Regions from separate parts of the Danio rerio genome. Here region 2 is linked to region 1. A link is a contact called in public HiCAR-type data. All regions are on one chromosome and are shown on one strand. The core of a region is the stretch at or near the end of the contact, and the rest is flanking DNA. Distances in the headings are between cores, read along the strand shown.

The links. HiCAR-type assays count read pairs that join an accessible place to other places.
Region 2: a contact with region 1 is called in a HiCAR-type map of caudal fin, with 5 times the contacts expected there. The contact joins the promoter of slc26a2 here to the promoter of si:rp71-1d10.8 in region 1. A contact is called at or near these places in 6 of 18 Hi-C or Micro-C datasets (caudal fin, embryo, fibroblasts and 2 more) and 2 of 4 datasets of contacts at active chromatin or transcription factors (caudal fin and embryo).

Annotation. Positions count from the first base shown.
Region 1 is chr14:29,381,584-29,387,574 of GRCz12tu, forward strand. si:rp71-1d10.8 reads right to left here and starts at 2,437. Exons shown (of 5, transcript XM_073921835.1): 1 at 2,092-2,437; 2 at 690-975. The coding sequence starts at 970.
Region 2 is chr14:29,722,435-29,728,073 of GRCz12tu, forward strand. It overlaps slc26a2 (solute carrier family 26 member 2), which reads right to left and starts at 3,207. Exons shown (of 4, transcript XM_680022.7): 1 at 3,095-3,207. shtn3 (shootin 3) reads left to right here and starts at 3,332. Exons shown (of 18, transcript XM_073921846.1): 1 at 3,332-3,415; 2 at 5,184-5,293. The coding sequence starts at 5,230.

The sequences.
Region 1 (5,991 bases), core at 1,187-3,686:
AACTATGATATGTCACCCATAATGTTGTGTGCATTACAATATTTTAAGCAAAATTGTGACATTACTTTGCTAACGGAACCTTCATACTCTGCACATACTGGTGGAAAGTGCAATCAATGAAGAACAAATGTACTCATGAAACCTCCAACACTAAATTGACCACTGTTTCAGTTTCATTGTCCAACCCCTGTTTGTTTGATATGTAATGCTCGACAAAATAAAGAACTCATTACTTGGACACTGTTTGTGCATCTCTCTCTCTCTCTCTCTCTCTCTCTCTAAGCAGTGATTTCATTTGTATTTGTTCCAATGAATTTATTCCCATTATTGGTTCTAATTTGCCTATTTTTATTACTGACTGTTCACTCAAATTCAAAAATGTTTTATCTTTATTAAGTAAGGCTAGCAGTTTCTTCTTTTATATTGAAATGAAATTAAGATTTGTGAAATTTACTAGATTGCTAAATGGCATTATTTATTAGAATCATACATGATTCAAAACAATGAATAAGCTAGAATATCTAAGATGATCTTTTTTAAACCAGTAATAAACTGGGATGAAGTGAAAATCTAAACAACCGGCCTGACTTCACAAGTGGTAAAAATCCTTAACATTGAGCCATGCTAATATTTTAGGTAGCCACTGTAGATATAAGTATGTATATAGCAAAATAAGAAGGTTCACTCACCCTAATTCAGATTTAACAGGAATGAATGTTGTTCTTCCAGATTCACACCCAGATCTCGCAAGAAGTCCTTTCAAACGTCTTTGAAATGTTGTTTTCGGCAAGTTCCACTTCCTTGCAAGCAATCTTACCACAGGTTTCTTCCCTGATTCAACCTGCACTTTATACTCCTCTATCGCAGCTTTCATTTGGTTCTCCTTCCACTGATTCATCTTCAGCCCTTTTCTTCCTTTGAGCTGTCTTTCATCTTGCAGTTTTTCTGACTGCTTCCGAATAGGTGCCATTTTTTCTATAAAAAATAATGTTTTTGAATTAGGTCTACACTCCACTAAATATATTGTTTTACAAGTATACTTTGCACTCATCTACAATTAAATAACCAAATCTATGCAACTTTTATTATATACTGACCATGTGTGTACGCACACACATTTTAGTGTTGTCAAACATATTGATATAAATACCTCCCTTATAAAAATCATAATTTAAATAATTGATGTGAACAATTTAAAGATAATAAATTAGACAGTTAAACAGCAATTCAGGCCAATGCAATAACATCAATCCAGTTCATATCAGCACTTTACAGGGTTTCTGCAGGTTTCATCAAGTCAAATTTCAGACTTTTTAAGACCCCCTTAAGACCACCAAGAATAAAGTTTTCAACTTATACAAGGTTAAACACTAAGGATTTTTTTTTTCTTATGACCCAATAAGATGAATCATATAATTGTTTTTATTTTTTATTTATTTATTTTTTGCCCGCTTAGGGAATTTAATGGGGAATTTGCTGTAAAAATGTCTATAGGGTGTAGTGAATTGAATCTTAAATATAAAGAATAAGATTTTATTGAGATGTATTGTTGGTTATTGGACAGATCTCAGCCCGATGAAGTAGCTTTATTTGGACATTGCAAAATTAAGAACTGGTTAAAACGATTTAAGACCTACAACACAATATTTCAGCTAATTTAAGACTTTTTAAGGCGTAAAATGTAGTTTTTGAAATTGAAGACACTTTAAGACTTTTTAAGACTCAGTGGACACCCTGACTTTAGTTCTTTCAGCCACAATAAAGACCCTCAGGTGTAAAATCATGGTTAACAACACTCTTAAAACGTTAATATTTTCTCACAATGAATTTAAATATCTGTAAACATGGCACCTTTGCTATTTTTAAATTCAAAATGCTCTAAATTTTACTTTTTTATTTTCTATTAGGAATAAATGTATTTATCAGCATGATGTCATAAAAATGTTATCATATAATAGCCTCGTATAAAAGCTAGGTAGCTAGTGCTATTTTTTGTCATTTTGTTATCTTTTACCCATCCTACAGATAAAACTGATCTGATTCAAACTACTCAAACCTTTAAACAACAGAAGAAGAAACATTGGACATTACATTAGTATCCAGTTTCCTGTAGAATATTAGAAAGCAGCGAGCTTTTGATTAGATCCGTGTATGACGGCGAATGTTCATTTTTAATCAGAAGAGCTTTGAATCGTCCCACAATAACGGGCAGCAGCTGTCCCACTTTACCTTAACATGCTAACGTGCTAAGCTAAGCTAAGTGGGTCACAATAATAAACCTTCTTTCAAATAATCGAATGTGTCTTTCAGAAAATGCCAATTAATATATTTAAAATAAAAGTACACCGAAAAATACATTAATAAAAGCTTCTATGCAGAGTATTTATCAATGAACTTACCATGTGGTTGTTGTGTAGAAGCAAACCAATGATGTCACGTCAAATCGGCCACATTGTGTTAATTATTCATGAGTGCTACAATATGATTGGCTCCTGATACTTTAAGAATAATCAAGAAATATATGTAGTTGACCCACTTTACCTTATGTCCCACTTTTCCGGACGTCTCTCTTAACGCCCTTAATCTTGAAATGCTATCTCTGGGTTTCTGCAGTTGCTGTAAAACAGGCTAAAGGCGGGTTATAAAATAAAATGTTATTTACATTTAGAGGGTGGAAAGGCCATGCAGAATCAATTGGCCTTGACATTTTATAGTGAAACTCAACGGGATTAACTGCACCATTTGAACAATCTGGGCTATGTATATGAAACGTACAAAGATGCACTTACGGGAACAGTGATGTTAATACAATTTCACTGCACTTAATTTAGAACGTTTTTAAAAAAGAAAATCTAAAAGCTAAGCAGATTGCATTAATAGCCCATATGGTTCTCTTTTATTGATCATATAACCAACTTCATATGCACTTCAAACATTTACTAACTTTAAACATCATAAATTGTATTAAAGGCATAGACAGCACAGCATTAATCGGAGCCTTTCTTTTTGTAATGTTCCTTGAACTTTTTCCTGCATGTAATTTATTGGATTAACCTTTTTATTTAAACACTGACATTTTACTTTTCGTTGAGCTTTGTGCTCTGTTGACCTTTTTTCAATATTGACCTAACAGTGAGGACAAGTAAGTTGTCACAATACTAGACAGTACGAAGTACAAGCTGATGTGAAATAAACGTCATGGTTTAAGTGATGCAGGTGTGAGACATGGCAACCAGCAGAAATAAAACAAAATTAATTTTGGCTAGAATAAAAGCAGTTTTTATTTTTTTTAAACATCATTTTTAAAATTTTGTGTCTTTCAACAAAATTATTCAACAAAAATATTAGCCCCTTTAAGCAAAATTTTTTTCGATAGTCTACTGAACAAACCATCATTATACATTTACTTGCCTAATTACCCTAACCTGCCTGGTTAACCTAGTTAAGCTAGTTAAGCCTTTGAATGTCACTTTAAGCTGTAAAGAAGTGTCTTGAACAATATCTAGTAAAATATTATTTACTGTCATCATGGCAAAGATAAAATAAACAAGTTTTTAGTTATTAATGAGTTATTAAAACTATTAATAAATAAACAGGGGGCCTAATAAATCAGAGGGCTAATAATTCTGACTTCAACTGTATGTATGTATATATATATATATATATATATATATATATATATATATATATATATATATATATATATATATATATATATATATATATATATATATATATACATAGTATAAGAGTTCACCGCATTTTGAAAATTAATTTCTCAGTGAATATAGGTATGCAAATAATATGCAAATGTATAAAATATAAGACATATTTAATAGTATATTTTAGTCATTAAATATACAGTATAATATATATATATATATAATATTTCAGTTCTTGCAAAATATTGCAAAAAATAAATTAATGAATAAATAACTTTATAAACTGCAAAATGTCCACAATTTCAGCTACGATTTTGAAATCCAAACAAGGACAGACTTAAGGATTTGGAGTCCCTAAGCAGTTCCAGGCATGGAGTCCTTAGGGATCCTCATTTCAGTTAATTTTCCTAATTGACGCTGGCTAACCGAATATTAACCATTAACCGGTCAGATTAATATTGACTTATTATACAATTTAAAAATAAAAATAAAAATGAATTGACATCTATTTTATATCTGACACATTAAATACTGCATTACTGCAAACAACAGCATACAGAACATTAACATCAGAACATCTTCACACACCTCTGTTTCCTAAAGCATAAAAATGAATAAAATAAATAAAAAGAATAAAATAAAGTGACCTGCCCTTTATTTTTTCATTTATTCATTTTTTTTTCGCTTTGTTCATTTATTAATCTGGGGTTGCCACAGCGATATGAAACGCCAACTAATCCAGCATATATTTTAAGCAGCGGATGCCCTTCCACCTGCAACCCATCACTGGGAAACCCCCATACACAGTCATTCACACACATACCCTATGGTCAATTTAGCTTACCCAATTCACATGTAGGCCTACCACATGTCTTTGGACTTGTAGGGGGGAACCGGAGCACACGGGGGAAACCCAAAGCAGGGAGAACATGCAAACTCCACACAGAAATGCCAACGGAGGCTCGAACCAGCGACCTTCTTGCTGCAATCAGTTAGTATTCTCATTATTATTATTATTTCCTAATGGCATTATAATATTACCGGTATTTAAAGAATGTTGCAAAGAAATAGGATATAAGCCCTCTTTTACAGAACTGTCACCGTGTTAAACCAGCAGATGGCAGCAAAAGAACACTTTATATTATGACTGTCGGACGAAAACACGTTAAACTCACTTTATTTAGTTCAGTTAGTTATTTAAAATAATTTTACAAAGCACTGCTTGTTTTGATGTTACAGATCTGCAAATTTACTCAATTACCGTCAAGAGGTGAATATGGCATGTGTTTAAACCTTATTGAAGGATCTTGTATGTCTGTTGGACACTGATCGACTTCACAATGCAGGCTGGTCTGTCCGTTGATTTTTCTTCATTTTTGCTTCCTTCGCTAATGACATAGAGAGTTGAAATATCAACTTTGTAAAGATAAAGATATGTTGGCACAAGCTGTCAAAAAGCAATACATAAGGAAAATATGTGCCGTTTTTATTCAGGTGTGTCCAGACAGGTCGTCAGGCTGAACTTACCATTGGGCCTGAGTGGCTTCAACCCATGGGCCTTCACCTATTTACATTTGTTTTACTTGTTCAGAAATATGCCAGACACGTTGCCACTGCTGGCCCAGAGTGAGTGGTGAGGACTATATAAACAGGCCAGCTGGGGCTAATAGCCTCCAACTGTGTCCCAAACAATGCTTGATTCTTATTGGCTGATGGAAATTCTAAGGTATACAATTATTTTAAAATAAACACACAGCTAAAGTACTTCCAGGCAGGTCTTGACCCCATTACAGTATCATATCACTACTCTGAATAATTTCAGTTGATTCAAATTATGTACACACCTTATGTACTCACCATATATTGAAATGCAACACTTGAACCTCTTTAAGTATTTGATAGTATATTAAATGGAATAAATGACTCCAGGATGTTGAATTATTAAAAAGCAATGCACATCTGAGGTGTTGATGCGGCCATGAAGCAGTCAGTCATTCCTTACATAATACAATGGATCAGAGTCAATTACTCCTTAAAGAATCAGCACATTTGAAACCCATTTATGAATATAGTCATTTGCTTAGTTAAACAAATTAACATGTTATCAAATTGGTTGAAGTAGGGATTGAACTCCAAGGAAAAATTTAGTTTTCACTATTTACTCACCCACAAATGAAAAAAATAAAATAAAAAAACATTGTGAATCTCATTCTTTAATATTGTTATTTTAGGTGTAACATTCACAGAACGCATGCTGAAACTTATTGATGATTATTATGACTTTAAAGTTAAACTCTTAATATATTTGAAGCATAGTAGGGGCCAAAAT
Region 2 (5,639 bases), core at 1,957-4,456, 340 kb after region 1:
GTGTCGAAAGTAGCAGGATCATGTTCATTCTACAATGATTCCATCAAAGTACTTCAAAGTAGAATGTAGACAATCAGTATTTGCAGATGAGTTGATGTATTGTAGATGTTCTCAAACCAGGGAAAAACATAAGAAATCCAGATAAACATGGAGTGTAACCAACAGCCGTCTGGTAAATATGATGATGCCTCCCTCCAGCACTATAATCAGCCTTGCTCAGCAGTTCAAATTACATCTCTCCACCAACAGAGATACGCATCTCCACACTGAGAGGGTGGCAGAGGTGACCAAAGAGTCATGCTTGACAAACATTTCTTCTCTTCTGACAATGTGACTAAACTAGCCAAGTGAAAATGAACAAGAATGCAAACTTCTGAGGCACCTTGAGGCACTTCACAAAAACTATTCAATGCAAACTTGTGTTTAGTCAGCACCTTTGAAAAGCAGGATGGAGTAAGGTATTTTGTTAAATATCTCAAAGTGATCCTGAATGATTCTAAACACTTATGCATTTACGGGTGATGTGCCATTATGATCATTTTTTCTTAAATTCTCAGATTCTCTACTGATTTCTAGGCATTCACTGATGAACTGATTAGTTGAAAGTGCCAGAGCGCGCGCACACACACACGCACAAACACACACACACACACACACACACACACACACACACACACACACACACACACACACACACACACACACACACACACACACACACTACAAGTCTTAAGAGTCTGCCTCTCCCAGCCAAAGCTCTATTTTTTTTATGCCAGACCACCCTCATTGGTGACCGTGGTAATAATCAACATGCAATTCAAATTCAACAGTACCTGACTATTTCATAGGATATTTGCAGTTGTTAGTGCATCTAAATTTATTCTCTAGCAGTATAAATTGATATCTCCAATTACATCAAAATAGAATGTTTTTTGTAGTTTTTTGCATTTATTAAAATAGTATTTAGAGGAGGCAAATTTAAGATAAAGCAATAAATGCCACCAGTTGACATTACATAGCAGTGGCTCTGGGGCATGGAAATATTGATAAGAAGCACAAATCCAGTTTTTTGGGTAGATTTCACCACAGAGAAAAAACTTGTTGTACTAAAGGCACACAAAAGTTAAAAGGGTGCATTTTCCAAAAGTATTGTTAGGCTATTGCAAGTGTTTCTCATATTCCTAAAACAGTTCATTTGTAAACAGCATTGCCGACTCATGGTTTGATTTAACAGCACTCAACCCGTGTTTAAAAGCATAGTATACAATTATATTAATATATGGACTAAAACAGATCATCCAAAATCAGATTATTAGATGCCATCTTAATTATTAACAGCAATAATCTATTATTATAGATTATATTATAATATATTTTTTGCTATTTCTGAGCAGAAATTTGTAACAAATCTACATATTTATGGAGAATGATTATGGGAGATATAAGAAATAAAAAGTAATACCATAATAACTTTTATTTAATGTTTACACCGCAAATCAAAGAAGATCCACTTTTTTGGTAAACAAAGTCTCTCATATAATATCTCTCATATAAGGTCTCTCATATGATATATCTACTAAAAGTCAGATAATATTACTTTACAAACTGTATTGTAAATAAATCAAAGCAAAATTTTCATATCAGTCAATTACATCATTGAAATGTATTTAAAAACTGAAGAAATACAAAATTTGTACAAAAAAGTAAATAATAAATAAAGTAAGTAAATCTGTGGAAACCAGTGGCTTTCTTTGCGCGCAGATTCCGTGTGGGCCAACTCATGACTAGCAATTTAGTGTCTCCATAAATCATTCCATGGTAGTTAAGTTTTCAGAATACACACCACAAAACAAATCAAGGTTTTACTACTATTAAAACCTAATTATTGACATTTGTTGTGGTTAAACTACACCATGGCTTTGCTACACTAACCACAGTTTAACTGTAATATTTGTAGTAAAACTGGTAATACAGTAATCAATCCAAAACAACATGGTTATTACACATTTAATACATTAACACATAAAATACTCTGAGCTCTAGATTAAAGAAACGCACAGATTTATCACTAAACTCTGGCTTAAAAAATAGCACAGACAAGACATAAGAACAGAACCTGTTAAGCGTCTCGGTTTGAAAAATCTATAGCTGTCATATGGAGTATGCTTCAATATGCATTTGCCTCTGCTTTTATGATAATAATCGAAGCAGCCATTGGCATTAAGATATTTTGCTCCTAATAATATTCGGCCTGGTGTGAACAGTTAAATACATCACGGAAACACACTGTGTGATTTTTTTATAGCTTTAAAATCGTTTACACCAATTGACTACAGTATTCATGTTACAGAGGTCATTGTGTTTTGTTTAGTGATTAATGTGCCTTTTGGATAGTACATCCAATTGACAGACGGGGCGGCAACTTTCGTCATTTTACATGATATCATGGTTCAGTCTGAGGCAACACGAACAGCATGTTGTTGCGTAAAATAAATAGTGTGTCTAACTTGTAATAAACTTGGCAGTTGACATATTTTGTATAAAATTAATTTAAAAACATTTCAATACGCAGTTTGTGGGAACTGATAATACTAATGTGTACAGTTTAAACACCCATGATCACATCCCGATTATGTAACAAATGATCAAAGCAAACGTTTTGTTGTTGTTTTGTCAAACCTTAAGCATATTTATAAGCTAGTTTCTTTGTTGTGTGACAACTAATTTAAAAGTCAATTATTGAAAATTAAAGTACAAGAAATTTCAAGCGTACTTTAACATACACATTAAGAGAATTGATGTAGTATTAACAATTGATACCAAGCATCTCACCACAATCTATAATATGTTCTGAAACTTCGTGATCTCGAAATTGATAACGTACATCTAACTTCAAACTTTAACAAGCATCATCGACAAACGTTAAATGATACGATAGAATAAAAGCTAGAAGTGTCATGAAACCCTGGTTTGTTTTATGCTCTGACTTCATGAATGGCACTATTGAAAACAAAACTGCAACGTGTACAACTGACTCAGTGCAAGTTATCCGCTTAGGAAAAAAAGCTGCACAGATTCAATGTTGAAGACTCACCTCAGTCCGGCTGCGCAACGAGATCGTTTCATTTACACATAGTCATCCGTTTGGACATTTTATAAGCCAAGAGTTACACCTCTTCGAGCGTATGTTACTTGAAGTTTAGGATCTCTTCCGTGACGTATCAAGCCACGCTAAGTTTGTGATATCACGTGGACAACGAAACCTATTATCACACGTCACGTGACTGCTAATTCCTGGCTTGAAGCAAAACTTGCACAGCTATGCTTACTCAGTTAATTTGCAAAGTCTTCTGACTGAGAGCTACTGCTTAAATTGCCGAGTCAAGAGTTTATAAACGGTCCTTCTGTCTGTCTGGTAAAACAACTACAGTGAAAGTTTGACTTATGAATATCTTATTATGCAGTAGGCAGACCAATTTGGGCACAAGTAGGTAAAATTTTACCTTGCTCAATTGACTCAAACGTTAGAGGAGAACTTTCATGCAACAGTTAACTTTCAGAATAGTAGTCGAATAGTACTAAACTTAACCAACATCTGAAAGTGCATGTAATCTAAAGGTTATTGTGTATAACCATAATATACCATAATGTAGTTCAATTAGGTATATTGTTTGTTAATGAAACAATGGTTCATATTTGAACAAGCCTATATATTTGACATTTTCGTGACATTTCTTAGAGTTAATGCATTTATAAATTCATAATCATATGTCGAGTATAAAAGTGGGCACCCCTGATCAAGAAGGGAATAAGCCAAAGGAAAGAGTAATAAGAAGACCATTTTCAAGGTATACTGCGGTTTGGAAAGGTCAATGTTTTAAAATTGCCAACATTTTCTGCTCTAGGCTACCACTCCTAAGGTATGTGTAAGATTTATAAAACATTTCTTTAGTTTTTTAGGACAACAGTATCTTCAGCAAAAAAAGAAAAGAAAAAAAAGTTATCCAAAGATGCTGTTTTAAATTGTAATGAATTGTGTTTTTGTTACAAAGACAGCAAAAGTCAATGATTCATTTGAATTATTTAGCCTGACATGTTTACTGTTCCAAAATATTTTAAATGTCTCTTAAAATAAAATATACTGTGTTCAAAGGGGGAAAAAGTTATTTTTTTTACCCTGACATTTAAAAAAAAGAATATATTTTAGAGCAGTAATCCAGTGAAACCATGATCCAAAGTTATCATACAATCAAAATCTTATACCAGCCCATGCCTACACAAGACCACTTGATAACTTAGTTTCTTTGGATGTGGCTACTTTATTTTTAGGTATATGGTGTATGCAAAATGTTCATATTTGTTTTATTGGATTATTCCAGTATTTATAGAGCTAACCTACAGAAATATATATATTTTTCCATTAGCTGTATGTGTTGTTTGAGAGTCTGATAAGCATTTTTTAAATATGCAAGGTAAATAAAAAATGCTGGAAGTGTTACTGCTGTGAGGCCACAGGTTTTAATCCACACAGCCTTCAAATTCTACATAGGCTTGAGTAAATTGAGCCACACTCCCCTGCGAACAAACAAAGAACACAGTGTGCTTATGAATGTTCCAGGGTGGGATTTTGAAATGGTGCATGTTTATTTAATCTTTTCAATCATCAACATTCTTGTGACATTCTTTACTAAGACATAATTTTACATACAGTAAGTATTCATGTGTGCAATAAAAAACATTAAAGACTCAATATGTACAATTTATTCAATAAAATACCCTAGAGTGGTGTTATACGTGCTCTGATTCATGAATGTACTATTGAAAACACTAAGTCAGTCACATAACACTAAGTCACGTAAGTCAGCCCTATTGCTGACTAATGTACTTACATTATACCAAAATGTTTGAATAAAATAAAAATAAAATTTTAAATACAGACTTTATACATGTAGCATCATCAAAATACCTCAGCTTTGCTTTACATGCTACATACACATAATATACATTTCAAATAACATATAGTTGTGTTTTTAACCTTAGCTATTATTCTCTACTTTTTATATTCTGTACTCTGTCACAAGCTGTTATGCATATAGCTGAAGAAAAAAAAACATGTTTTATTCTAAAATGTACTTCATTAACCCTCGTTGTTTTTTACAGTGATGTGTTCATTTTTTTTACAGTGAGGTTCATCAAGATCAGATCAAGCATCATACTGGGGAAGTCCCAATGAGCTGCAGTTCTGTGCTATGTTCATGTCAGTGGAAAATGTTTGCACTGGTTCAGCTGAAAGGTAACACACTGACTGAAATAACCACTTACTGTACAACTGAGGACTACAGAAGAGCATCTGAATGCATATCAAGCCTTGAAAAAGATGAAAACAGAATTGCAAACTATTATTACAATTCACACAGGCTCACCAAGATTAGACTATACAAGATTGGAAACAAATTCCTGAAATGATAAGTCTTGGCCTCTGTGCTGCTAATTCTGGATGGTAGGTCATAATTTACCATACTGTATAATGCAAGCCATCCTGTTTAAATGGTTCAGCCTACTGGTACTGTAATTCTATGAGAGAGATTGTTTTGACACAGGTTGGGCATATTAGCACAAACTGTGCATCGTTTAAATAT